Regions from separate parts of the Capsicum annuum genome. Here region 1 is linked to region 2. Evidence: chromatin contacts called from public Hi-C data. All regions are on one chromosome and are shown on one strand. The core of a region is the stretch at or near the end of the contact, and the rest is flanking DNA. Distances in the headings are between cores, read along the strand shown. Region 1 overlaps LOC107867853 (transmembrane 9 superfamily member 1). Region 2 overlaps LOC107867880 (exportin-4).

What was found. Hi-C and Micro-C count contacts between places; a contact is called where the count stands out from the background.
Region 1: a Hi-C map of leaf shows a contact between it and region 2, with 2.6 times the contacts expected there. The contact joins two enhancer-like sites. A contact is called at or near these places in 2 of 5 Hi-C or Micro-C datasets (both in leaf).

Annotation. Positions count from the first base shown.
Region 1 is chr4:112,055,019-112,062,002 of UCD10Xv1.1, forward strand. LOC107867853 (transmembrane 9 superfamily member 1) reads right to left here. Exons shown (of 12, transcript XM_016714314.2): 11 at 2,114-2,387; 12 at 1,546-1,981. The coding sequence ends at 1,914. Among protein-coding and RNA genes, the nearest start is that of LOC107867854, 14 kb to the left of the region's middle. Within about 2 kb of position 1,888, at least 2 of the 5 cell types and tissues checked have an H3K27ac peak or open chromatin away from gene starts, as enhancers often do. A contact at or near this core is called in leaf, where this site is marked.
Region 2 is chr4:111,185,828-111,192,314 of UCD10Xv1.1, forward strand. It overlaps LOC107867880 (exportin-4), which reads left to right. Exons shown (of 31, transcript XM_047411946.1): 25 at 1,649-1,756; 26 at 1,865-1,915; 27 at 2,016-2,093; 28 at 2,181-2,291; 29 at 2,517-2,713; 30 at 2,900-2,969; 31 at 3,060-3,493. The coding sequence ends at 3,248. Among protein-coding and RNA genes, the nearest start is that of LOC124898209, 56 kb to the right of the region's middle. Within about 2 kb of position 3,539, at least 5 of the 5 cell types and tissues checked have an H3K27ac peak or open chromatin away from gene starts, as enhancers often do. A contact at or near this core is called in leaf, where this site is marked.

The DNA of each region.
Region 1 (6,984 bases), core at 638-3,137, 870 kb after region 2:
ATAAGTTTTGCCTTTACAATGTGGTAGTGTCAACTCTTACCAAAGAAACGTAGCTTGTTGTTTGAAAGTCATAAGTCTTGCCTTTATAATGTGATAGTGTCAACTCTTGCTCATGAGATATAACTTGATTGGAAGAAATCGAAGAAAAGAACAAAAATAATAAAAATTGCAAAAAAGAAGAAAATGAAGAAAATATTAAAAAAAATAAAAATCAAAGAAATTGTAGAAGTAGAGAGAGAACGAAAAAAAAATAAAGATTGATAAAAAAAATAAAGGTCGAGAAAAAATTAAAAGAAAAAAATATATAAAAGTAGACGTTGAGAGGAGTAACGATACCGTGGAGGTTAGAGAAAATTAAATTAATCTTTTCTTCTTCATACTTATTTATTTTTGCGTTTTTCCTTCGATATCTTTTTGTAACTTTTCCATGTCTGTGGTGTTAAACTTCTCATTCTAGGATTATGGTATCTTAATGATTGTTGTAGTAGACTCTTGATTCAATTTGTGAAGATTGTCATATTAATTGTTTTTCTATTCTTGATTTTACTATTTTACTGCTTCATGATCAGTTGAATAAACTATATTCTCATTGTGAATTCGAACGAGAAATCATGGGGTAGAACGAAGAATAAAGAGAGTAAGATCTTAACTTTGGACATCAAAGAATGGATTTGTAGCTAGGATAGACATATACCTAGATCACCTCAGTTAATAAATGAGAAGTGTGCATACGTTTACATGTTTATCTTGATCATATAAATAGAGAACACGTTTATCTTGATCATATAAATAGAGACATAGATAGGCGTGTGAATAAGTGATTAGAGGCTCGAAAGACCATAATCAGAGTATAAGCCTCGTAAATCAACAAGTAGATAAATCAAGCAAGTCGATGAAATTGATCACTCAATATGATTGTTAGCAAATTCATAATCCTATATCGATTTCATTAGTTATTTTTTTTGTATTTTAAGTTTAATTAATTCATAAATATATCTTTGAAATCTATGCTTGAATAAATAATTTTTTTTTGTATTTTAAGTTTAATTAATTCATAAATATATCTTTGAGATCTATGCTTGAATAAATAATTAACATTAGATCAATTTAGGAAATAGTTAATCGACGAGTAGGAAATAGTTAATCGACGAGTCTTTGCAGGTACTACATGAAGACATAAAAATTTTATATTACTTGTATAACCACGTATACTTGCATGTGTTGTTGAATGCAAGAGTCATACGTTCAAAATGTTACTCATGTATGAGTGACTAAATTTCATTTAACTAGGTCCTTTTACTTCTTGATTTGTTACTAGTTGATTGTCTTCGCTAATTAATATTTTTATTCCTTACTTTGTCTTGCATGAATAATTTTCTTTTACCCCGAGCTTGGATTGCCGATGTGAGCAAACTCGCACAGGCATGATCTAATGTTCAATCTCGAATAGAAAAATGTCCATACAAACATTTGTACAAACAACACTGAATTTCGGAACAAAAAAAAACATGAAATAAAAGAACCTCCCCAGGCATTTTTAAGCAATTGAAGTAATATCTCACTTCATTAAAAGAAAATGATTCTCTCAGTATACGAAAATAAAATGCAGATTATGGCCTTTGAAGTAAAAAACAAATGTATAAGCACTATATGTATGTACCACAAAAGTTGCAAAATAATCCAGCGTTTTCTCCCACACAACTTTACTAAACACCTCCACCCATCCTAAACCAGAAAATTGGGAATACAAAATAATTTCCTTCCCTCATCTCTTCTAAAATAATCTTCATTCACATCAGGTGACCAGATTGCTGTGGTATTATCTGGAAATCCACTTAACTCTCTATCAAGTGACGGGTAAAATAGATCATGCAAAACTGTGGGGCAGCATTTCATCTGCTCCGTTTAAGCACTTAATCACACTTGATATTTCTGTAAATCCTCCTAACAAACAAATTAGAGCCGAGATATCCAACAGCACCTGGAGTTCCAAAATAATCAAGCAAGAATAATTTAAGTCAGAACTTAACTCCATGACAGGGATGACGACGTTTTGAGGGGAACAAAAACAAAAGAGACTCCCCAGATCCTGTAATTGACTTATATAGCTTACCACAGAGGATGCCGACGCCAAGGCAGAACATCAGAGTGTAGCCAAAGTAAAAGCTGGTCTGGAAGAAACCGGACATCTTAGTCTTTACGTGATAGTAATATATGGCGTAAAGATAAACATAAAGAGCTGTTGAGGCAGCAGAAAAGAATGAAGTCCACCGCCAATGGTAGTTCTCGGCATTCAGCAAGAAATACGTGCCCACAATTGTCACACACACAGTGACAATGATGAGAATAATAAATACAAGAAGCATAAAACCATAGACATAGTAGACCTGCCAACAACAAAATAAAGGTCAGCCAAAGTTCAAATGTAAAATACATTGTTTAGGGAATAACTTTGCAGCTAACATAGAAGAAAAGAAGTAGGTGAACACTACAGAATCTCCACTGTGCAGATTAAATGCTCTGAAATTCTTGCTAGACTATGTCGGGATTCCTACTTTGAAGAAGTCATTGCAAGTTGTCCTATATGTGTTGAAATTATGGAGAAAGAAAGGAACTATACCAAAAAACATACGTAGACCAACGCTTCAGAATCTCGAGCTACTAGAGAAATGATCACCATAATCTATTGGCAAATGTCATTGATAATTCTACAAGTTTGTCTCTGTTTATCAAAAGACAAAATCTGGATTCAAACTTAAGCTTGGGAAGTTAGAATGGTTCACTATCCATGTCAGAGGTAGTGTCTGACAGGAACACATTGGACAGTCCTGAGACATGCCATCATACCCAAAACAATGTTGACATCTGATGTACCGTGATTTACTGTAGTTTCAACGATCAAAACATGGAAATTGTGCTTGTCCTTGACTACATTTTAGTAGATACGATGTGTTTTTGTGTGTTTGTGCAGGAAAACAGGTCCCGGAAGCTTAAGTTGGAAAACGGGCTGAAAATTTCTAAGTACTGACTCATGGAAGCAGGGCACGAATCATTGGGTGAAGTACGAACCATACTCAACCTCGTACTGATGACCACAGATGGTGTGATTCTGAAGTTGATACCACGACTCTTCCAATGACTCGTAACTTGATAGTATGAGTCATACTCGTGGCCATAGATAGTAGTTCAGAAGCAGTGAAATTGATCTCAACGGTACGAGTATCACGACGACTCCCATGACCCGTGACATCGACCGTACGGGTCTATAATATGGACTGGTAGGATAGATTCAGGAGGAGTGCAAATCAAGGGTTAATACCAGGAGTCGTAGTCCTAGACTACGAATCGTGGAATGACCCGTACGAATTGAAAGAATTTTTTGGATCTTTGGCAAACCACAAGTGGAGACCTATAGACCATGAGTCGTACCTTCATTGCATGAGTCGTACATTGCTAACAAACATGCAATCCTATTTTGTTTAGGATAGGATTCGTTTTGTCAATAAATACTTTTCTTAGGTTTTTGCTTACAGTTTATGCACCCTAAATATATTTATTTTTTTTGTTGTTGTTGCTTGAGAACACAACTCTCTTTGTTCTGAGCAATAATATCCATTGATTCTTGTTATTGATTGTGTTCTACTCAAGATTTTGGATTTCATCTATTCAATTCGCAAGTTCATAATTATGTTTTCTACCATAAATTCTGATTGTGTTCTTGCAAACATGAGTAGCTAAATCTCATAACTAGGGTTGTGGGAACTATGATAAATTAATGAAGTAGGTTAAAGTATTTGCGATTCTTGAATGGTGTTCATGGATGTATTGTTCTTCTCTTCGTATTGATTGCTTTTTAACAATTTCAAACATTAGAACTTGGCTTAATTCTTAATTGGCTTGATCAAAGAGAGAATAGGAAAAGAGATCAAACATGGAGATATGAGGCTACCAGCCCCCCATCTAATAGCTTGAGCCTTAACCGGAAAAATCTAATCCAGGATTGAGGGTAAGGGTTCATATGCAAACACTCATACACCTAGCTGGTAATTGAGTGATATTCATCCAATTAGAGTCAAAAGCCACTTAGGTGAACATAACTTACCAATTTTGCATGCTAAGCACCGAGATAGGTCACTAGTACGATACGCTCAATGAGTTATGAAATCACAAAAAAAATAGTCCTAGACATTCTCATAAATTGATACAAACAACAATTTGTTGGGGGTTTTGCCCTGATTTTCTTACCAAAATTAAGTTTTACTTTTTCTTAGAAGGAAAATAGAAGTAATAAAAGTAAGTAATAATTACTTTTATTTTTCCTGAAAGAAAAATATAAAACTTTTCCATATTTGGCAAACCTTTTTCTAAGAGGAATGATTTTGGACATCTATAAATAGAAGACCCCTTCTCATACAAGAACATAATAGTATCCACAATGTAGTCCCCTTAAAGAGCCTTGTTTATGGAGAGATTTCTCTCATAGTATTTTTATGTTTTTTTATTTAATTTTTAATATGTAGGCCGATTGGACAAACCATATCAATAATATTATGTTTTTTTGTTTAGTTTTGTGTCATCTAAATTATCACCATATTAGTTTGCAAACTTTAAGCTTCCGCATGACGCCCTCTCGATTTCGAACCCAATAGATAGGTTGCTAGTACGATATGCTCAATGAGTTATGAAATCACGAAAAATACAGTCCTAGACATTCTCACAAATTGATACAAACAACAATTTAATACCCTGTCACTTGTCACTTGTCACTTGTTTACTGAAAGCTTACAAATTGTTACTTGTAACTTTAAAAACCCCTTCAAAACTAAACAACTACTAGCATAAATAACCACATTGACCTAGTTTCTAGTCACATTCCCGGTAGGATCGACCCCAACCAAGTTGGGTTCTATATTTGATCAACGACCATGCTATACTTCATTGTGAGGTGTAATTTGAGAGACATCAACATCTAGGTTACCTTCTCTATTTAAAAAAATTTTACCAATAGAAAATTATCTCACATGTTATTGATAGACCAAAAGCGTGCTCTCACTCCTCAAACTTATACATCTAAAACTCCAATTTCTCTTTTGCACATAAGGTCAATTCAAAATTTTGAAACTTTCAGATGAATATCAAGCATCTTACGAAAGTTTCAAACTGAGAAAATTAATTGCAACGCATAACTATCTCTATGCATGTCTCATGGTGTTAATTAGATTTTTTTGTCTATCAGAGTTAGTATGTTTCCGTGTTGTGTCCTCTTGCATTCTGAAAAATGTCAAATACAAAGTTTGCACGTTAGAAACTCGTGTAGAAATTGTTAGAATATGAATAGGAATGACTAGTATATACAATCCTACTTGGAAAATGATTGTAATGTTAGTGTCCTAGTTGGAAAAAGAGTCTAATGTAGTATCTATAATGGCAGAAGAACTGATGGATGTTACCCTGGATGATCCACATATTCCTATGAGAGAATACAAAGAAGGAGAGGTCACCAGACTAGTCCCCAAGACTCGAAGGGAGTATAATAAAGATGATCGTAAAAAAATTGCAAAGAACTACAAGGCAAGAAGTTGCTACTGCATACGAGTCGGCTAAAGAGATTTGGGATTGTTTCAAAACTGCACATGAGGATACCAGCCAAGTAAAGGAGCCGAAAGTTGACATACTCACTACACAATATGAAACCTTTACCACGAAAGAAGGAGAAATTATTCACGAAATGCATACGAGATTTACATCCATCACAAATGAGCTACACAGTCTAGGTGAGGACATCAGGCCTAGTAAGCAAGTAAGAAAAGTGCTTAGTATTCTTCCCAGTCATGGGAAAGTAAGGTAAATGTTATTACTGAAGCAAGAGACCGGAAGACCCTTACAATGGACGAGCTCATAGGAAATCTGAAAACCTATGAAATGAAGAAGCAGCAAGAGCAGAATAAGAAAGAACCTAAGACAGAGAAAACTTTGGCACTCAAAGCAGCCAAAGGTGAAGACTGTGAAGAGGATGAAGATTGGCATACATAATCAAGAGATTTCTCAAGGTTATGAGGAGAAATGGAGGATTTCAAACAAGAGGCAACTCAAGCAGATCAGCAACAAGAAATGACTCATGTCATAAGTGCGGACAGGCTGGTCATTTTATCAAGGACTGCCCAATGCATAAGGTAGATCATAAGAATTATGGAAGAGGTAGACCAGATAAATGAAAGCAGAAGGACTGGAAGGGTTCCAGAAAAAGTAAGAAGAAGAGCAGTTGCTGATTATGTTGTGAAACAGACCCTGGCAGCCTGGGCAGACTCATCCAGTGATTATGATGACTCCCAACTACCTGAGGATATTTCTATGATGGTGATTGAAGATTCAGATGATGCCTTTGATTCACTCTTCGCATTCATGCCCAAGTCTGACGATGAAGAGGTAACTCTTAATATCAAACAAAATCTCAATAATTACTCTTTAAAAAGGCTCAAAGGTCTAGCAATTGTTTTGATAGACTCATTGGTTGAGCTTACTAGTGAGAAGGATCTTTGGGGTGAAACTTTTGAAGTGTCTGAGAATGAAAAACTGTCTTTTGTTGTTAAAGTGTCTGAGTTGGGGGAAAAGTTAAGTGAGTTGTCAAAAGAAATGATGATCTCAAAGAAAAAATGCTGAAATTTTCTGTAGAACAGTCCAAGGGAAAGGGGGAAGCCAATAGTTCTTCAGTTAGAACTTGAGCCGAGGTTAAAAAAATCTAAAAAACTTTGTGCAGTCTTCTTAAGTAGAAACTTTCAATTAGAGATGGACCTGGTCCGGCTCAAAGAAGATCTTCAAAAATCTCTCAAATGAACTGCCTCCTTTAAAATTTTGCCCAGTTTAACAAATCAAAGGTCCAATGGAGTACAAGTTTTAGGTAGGAAAATCGTAAACCCCCCTTATAATCTCCATAGCAAGTATGTCTCTGCACTTGACAACTTGTAGTGTACCCACTGTGGTAGA
Region 2 (6,487 bases), core at 2,289-4,788:
TGGAGTTCAAAGGTAAATGTGAAGGGCATTTTGGAGCCCAAAGGTGGATGTGAAGGGCACTTAAAGCCAAAAGGTGGATGGAGAACATTTTTGCACCATTTCCAAGAGGTGAAGGACATTTTAGGTCCTTTGCCGTTTTTATTTTTATTTTTGTTTTAATAAAGACTTAAATGCCCATAGTTAAATGTGAGTTATTACTGAACAATATCAATGATTGTAGTATGATTAATAATATGAAAGTGTTGAATAAGAAAGATAGCGAGGTAAGCTGTGTATAAGCTGGTTACTTGTGCATCTGAATCAGGGTCCTTAACTTGATTGACACAATATTTTTTCATATAATACACATCATTGTAAGATTTTCAATTCCTTTGTACATAGAATTGTTTATGTTGTATTTATTTTTCTTGTATTTATATGTATCTTGACATTTGTGCTTTCTCCGATAAAGTTTGTGCTTTAACTTCACGGTCCCCTTATAGCAACCAAATAGACCTTGTTGCTTTTTCGGATTTGACAATTTGAGTAAAAACCCCTTTAAACTATTCAGATTAGACTCTCAAGGAGGTATTTCCATCCACTACTTCTCCCTTTCTCCACCCTACCTTGTCCTTTCCCTCAAGTCTGCACACTACACATTTTCTTCCTTGCTTTTAGGAATCTTCCCTTGGAGTTTGTTTACATAATTTTCTTATATCTCAAAACACTAAAAGAAGATCGGTAAAATGACAAAGTACATTATTTTAAGTGTCTATAATGTAAGGTAAAACACTTGTACTTGTATTCTCGTTCCTACCTAACAGTGCCATTTTTGTGCAGATATACATTGTATTTAAGTGTTCATGGGTATTTATGTCCCCAACTTCCCTTTGTTTTGTCCTGTAATAAATGTAAGCAAAGAAAAACATTAATGTGCAAACATACTCGGTTTTCATTAATATCAAGCTTTACACTATATTGGCATCAGAAATTAATTATTTTTACTGCCACAATTCCTATGTTTAGAAATCCCAAAGTTTATCCCTTGAAATCTGAAATTAATTATTTTTATTGCCACAATCCCTATGTTTAGAAATCCCAAAGATTATCCCTTGAAATCTTTAATCAGATGCATCTTGCTTTTTGTTAATAAGTTTCTTAAATCAGTTCCTTTTGCTTTCGGTTTTTGGGTTTAAAATATGCCATTAAAATTTAGAAATTAGTCTGATCTAGGAGAAAATAGATTCGGTTCCTGTATCATTATGTATCCAGCAGACCAACTCCATCATCTCCACCTTGTGGAAACTCTGCGATCATCCCAAGGATGCTTTTGGCATCCGTGAATCATGGATTCAGACTAACAATAGCAGTCACAAACCAAGTATAGAACCGTGTCAGTAAGTGGGACGCATCAGCTCTCCTTTCTTTTCCCAAGGATGACTTTTGTATCCAGTGATCAAGGCAATACCTGTTCAATATTCCCTGCTTAGCTTAATTTTTCCAACCTAACTGCATACTCCCCTTCCACAGCTCCCTGTCAATTATTATGCTATCTCAATGAAGAAGCAACAGAGTTAAACATCCCTTACAAATGACAATGTGTATGTAATTGTTTTCTGTTCCATGGAAATGTAAGGATACTGTCCTGAATGACCCAATATGCCTTCAGATATCTCTGAGCATTTCAAGCAGCTTGCGGTGCGAAGCTGATACTGAAAGATACAAGGATCTACGTGCTGTACTCCAATTACTTGCTAGTCTCTGTTCAAAAGATCTGGTGTTGTCTGCACTCCTTGATCTTATTATGGTTATTTTTCCATTGCCACCTTTTGCTTTGGTCTAGGTTCTAAGTTTAAGATGACCTGGATATAACTGCTATTTGCAGGTTGACTTCTCATCAGAACCCATTGAGGCTCATGGGACAAATATTTGTCAGGTGGTGTTCATTCAGTTTCCTCCTTTACTTGTTTTTCCTGCCAAGGTACATTCTCAACCACATAATGCTGTAAAACAATCTGAAAGAAGTTTCGTTGCAGGTGGTATATACGGGTCTTCACATAGTTACCCCTCTGATAAGTTTGGACCTGCTCAAGTACCCCAAGCTTTGTCATGATGTAGGCTTTTCCTTTTTTGTTTCTTCATTTCTCTACAATGATAATAACTGTAAATAATAAAAGTAATAATTCATTTCATCTGTACAGTACTTCTCGCTGCTATCACATATGCTGGAGGTGTACCCTGAAATGATTACACAGCTAAATGGGGAAGCTTTAGTTCGTATCATTAAGACTCTTGATTTCGGTCTGTGTCAGGTAACCTGCCCACAAAATAAATGTCTATGGTTCATGGTTTTAGATACTATTTCATGCTGGGAAGTGCTTAAGAGAGTCTAGGCATCATTTCATGATGAAGTTGGTCCAATTGTCCACCATGCTACTTAACTGATGAACAAAAAATAGTTCCATAGTTGGGTTGTGCCTAATGATACTACTAGAGGTAAAAGTCAAGATCACTGTGTTGTGATGTTTGTGCTATAGGATGCAGATGTTGTTGATTTATGTCTAAGAGCTATAAAAGGACTTGCTTCTTTCCACTACAAGCAAAGAAGTGCTGGAGAAGTGGGGCTAGGTCACCATGCTTCAGGTTACAAGGATCATACAGGAAACTTTCAGGAAGGGATTCTGAGCCAATTTCTTCGTTCACTGTTACAGTTTCTCCTCTTTCAGGATTACAGGTGAGTTGGGAAAAAAACATAACCAGACACAGGCTGAAAGATTTGATGTTTGCAGGATTACTATATAATCCATTGTTAACGTATAAATGTCATTGCCCACTGGTATTTCATTCACAGATTTTGCTGTGTTTATGGCACTGTTACAATGTCCTAGTATTTTATTCTATTTTCATTTCTAAATTTCAGCACTGATCTGGTTGGCTCAGCTGCAGATGCGCTTCTTCCGTTAATCCTTTGTGAACAAAGTCTATACCAGGCATAATCCACATTCTTGAATAGCTGTTATAATTATTAATTTTTTACTAAAAATTGATTACTCGGTGAAACAATTTCACATTTCTTGCAGAAGTTGGGAAGCGAACTGATAGAGAGCCAGTCGGACACAGCTTTCAGATCAAGGTTGACAAATGCACTCCAATCACTCACAAGCTCCAACAGTCTCTCTTCTACACTTGATCGGCCAAATTACCAGAAGTTTAGAAAGAAACTGCACAGCTTTCTTACTGAAGTTCGTGGATTCCTCCGGAGAATATAATTTTGTTAGTTTGTAAATCCGTTGAGCATTGCCATTATTTCAGGGCCATTTTATTAAACGTTTTCCTTTTCTCTAGTGTACGTTACCCCAGTGGAAAGGAGGATTTTCATATGGTCTGTTTACAGAATCATTTGTAAGCGTACCAATCAGTTTGTAAGCGTACCAATCAGTCATTTGACAGAAAACTTTCTAGTGCACGTTTACTTTTCTTGGGTTTACCTTATCCCAAGTGAAAGGAGAATTTCTATACAGTCTGCTTACCGAATCTTTTTTACACAGTTTCCTTTAAGTTGCCGTACCTTATCCAATGTGGGAATGACCAGTCGCTATATAAGTTCTGCACCTATTATTTGATTCTACAGAAAAATGATTAAAGGGTAAAAAATGTCCTTTTAACGTATTACAACAGATTTGCAAATATCCTCTTTTTATCTTTTGGATCAATTTGTCCTACTTCCAACTATTGGATCAAAAATGCGTTCAAGGTATAAAAATGGTTCAAGAATGTCTTCATTACTCCTATTGGACTAAATTTAGCATTAATGTTATTTTCTAAATTAAAATTAGCAAGGTTGGAAAGTTGAGAAGGGCGTGGACCGCTTAGCCCTGTGCTCTCCTCTCTTATGCTAAACCCTAGATTTTCAAACTTTGCTTCGTAATCCACCGATCATGGCTAATTTGGCCACTAGTCAGTTGAATACGGAGGCTGACCAGGTGTTTTCTTTGACCTCTATGAAGTATTTCCCTAATCTATACCACCCTTGATCCAAAAAGCCTAATGAAGATTTGCCTTGATAATTTACTTACGGCGGAAGTACATATACGAGATGACGACAAACAGGAAAGGGAAAATGAAGTATGAAATCTGTTGAAGCCAGTCACCTTGAATACACCACAAACTGGTAAGGGGTTACAATATGCAGTAGTTCCTATCAAAAGATTGACGTACAATAATGGTGTACCTAGAGGACGAGGAGGAAGAAGTTAAAAACTGAATACTATGGAAAATTTGCACTATGCAGTTAGAAAGTTTTCCTGTGGATGGCCTGAAACGGATGAGTTGTGATTACATATGCATAAACAATGCAATACTAAAGGGAATTGTGAGATTGGATTGCTATGTTATCGCCATGTTCTGAAAAGATTAAGCCTAATGGAGGATTTTGTGAACTTAATGGCAAAGAATGCTCATTATATAACATCTAAGGATGGGGCAACCTACCAAACGAGACCTCTAATATATGACACGAAGTTCTAGTCGAAAGAGGAACCACACAAGTGATTGCATGGATTTCATTTCCAAATTTGTTGCCTCCAAAGTTCAAGTTGTATGATAAACCACACAAGTGATGGCATGGATCTCATTCCCAGATTTATTGCCACCTTTCTTTGTTAAGGACACATTTTCAATTGCAACAACTGTGCGTAAACCAATTCACCTTGACATGGACACAATCAACAGAATGAGACTTAGTTGTGCTAGAGTATTAAGTCCAAGTGTACTTGGCAACCAACTTGCCAAAATTTGTAGAAATTGAAGTGTTAATGGCAGTGGTAATGAAGCAAGAGTTGAACGAATTCAAATACAATATGACTTCTTACCAAAATACTATTAGAGTTGTAAACTACAAGGGCACAATGAAGATGAATGCAAAAGTCCTCATTAGGAGTTGAGAAAAGCCATAGTTGATGCAGATGAGAATGATACCAAGGGTTATAATGGGTGTACTTAATAGAGGCCTGACAAGAGATAAAGATGTAGGAAATAAGAGAATGAAATCGAGGTTCAAGTTAGAGAAGTTCACACATCATAGAAAAGGAATTGTGACAAATAATGCTTTTGAGGTCTAATAGAGGAAGTTACTTGGGAAAAAGAGGAGGAACAAGTGAGATGACCAACAGAGAGGAAGCAAATAAAGAATCAAGGTAAGATCTGACCACTACTAGGGAGAAAGCACATAAAAATGAAGGCCACAATGATTCCAAAGTATACAATACATAAGCATGATACAACTATTACAGTTGATTCACAATATGACACAAAGCTCAGCAAAGACAACAGGCCACTTAACTAGGCCATATGCAGCACCAAAGAGAACTCAAAAATGACATGTTTGGACAATCTGGTACGAGATCTGCAATATACACAAAATCAAACAACGAATAATGATGGTAGCAGTATGAACAGAGACAGTTAGAACAAAGATGAGGAGCAACAATTGTTACCTAGCACAATGTCAATAATAGCAAGAGAAAAGGATCAAATAGACGCAGATGAGGATATTGATGAAGCTTTAACACTGGAAAATACTCAATAAGTTGAATCTTTGGAGGTGGATAAAACATGGTCAACAAAGGAAACAACATTTGGTAGCTACCCACCTGCTAAAGAGGAGCATTTACTAGAACACCCAAAACCACTAGATAAAATAAAGATAAGTGTAGTTGATAAACAACCACTCGTTAAGACCAAACAAGAGTCAACCACGAGGATATTACTTGACATAGTGTCTCATCAAGTGCAAGAATCATAGGGGCATAATAATAAGTCAATCAGTATCAGAGAAACAATTGAAGATAAAGATCAGAGACAAATCAGCAAAATTTGAAGCAGGTAATGAAGGAGGCTGGATTAGCTCCATAATCGCTGACAGATAATACTCAAATATACCCAAAAAATGAATGTACGTGATCTTTAGCAATATATTTACCCGACTAAAACCAGAATCAAATCCATGAGGAACAATGTGACTAGCAGTCTAGAAACTATAAAGTAGAAATAACTTGCTAAAACCCAAACAAAGATACAAATATTGGGGGTTTTTGTAACTAAAAACTTAAGGTGGATAAAATCAAATATAATATGAACAAGGAGATCAATGGCTTTCACAATAATGAAAAACAAGAATAAAGATTCGAGAATTCAATTCCATCAATCGTCCAAAGCATTTAAATCAACTCCTCAAGATTAATCATGGATTAACAAATTAGCCTTGGAACCTTAATTATCCTCCACGTCTTTCAATCGATTGACAAATATTTTTTGGATAGATTCTTTCAAATTCTAGCCAAGTGCCAACACGAATGTTTTAATCTATGACTATACTAGCATCTGACTATGCTTAGCAATAAATTTCATTAGATGGACCCTATATCCTAAATCATACTAAATTAATCCCTTTCAATCTCAATTAGCTCTTTCAAGCATTTTCTAAGTAAGTGGGCAATGCCCCACTCTA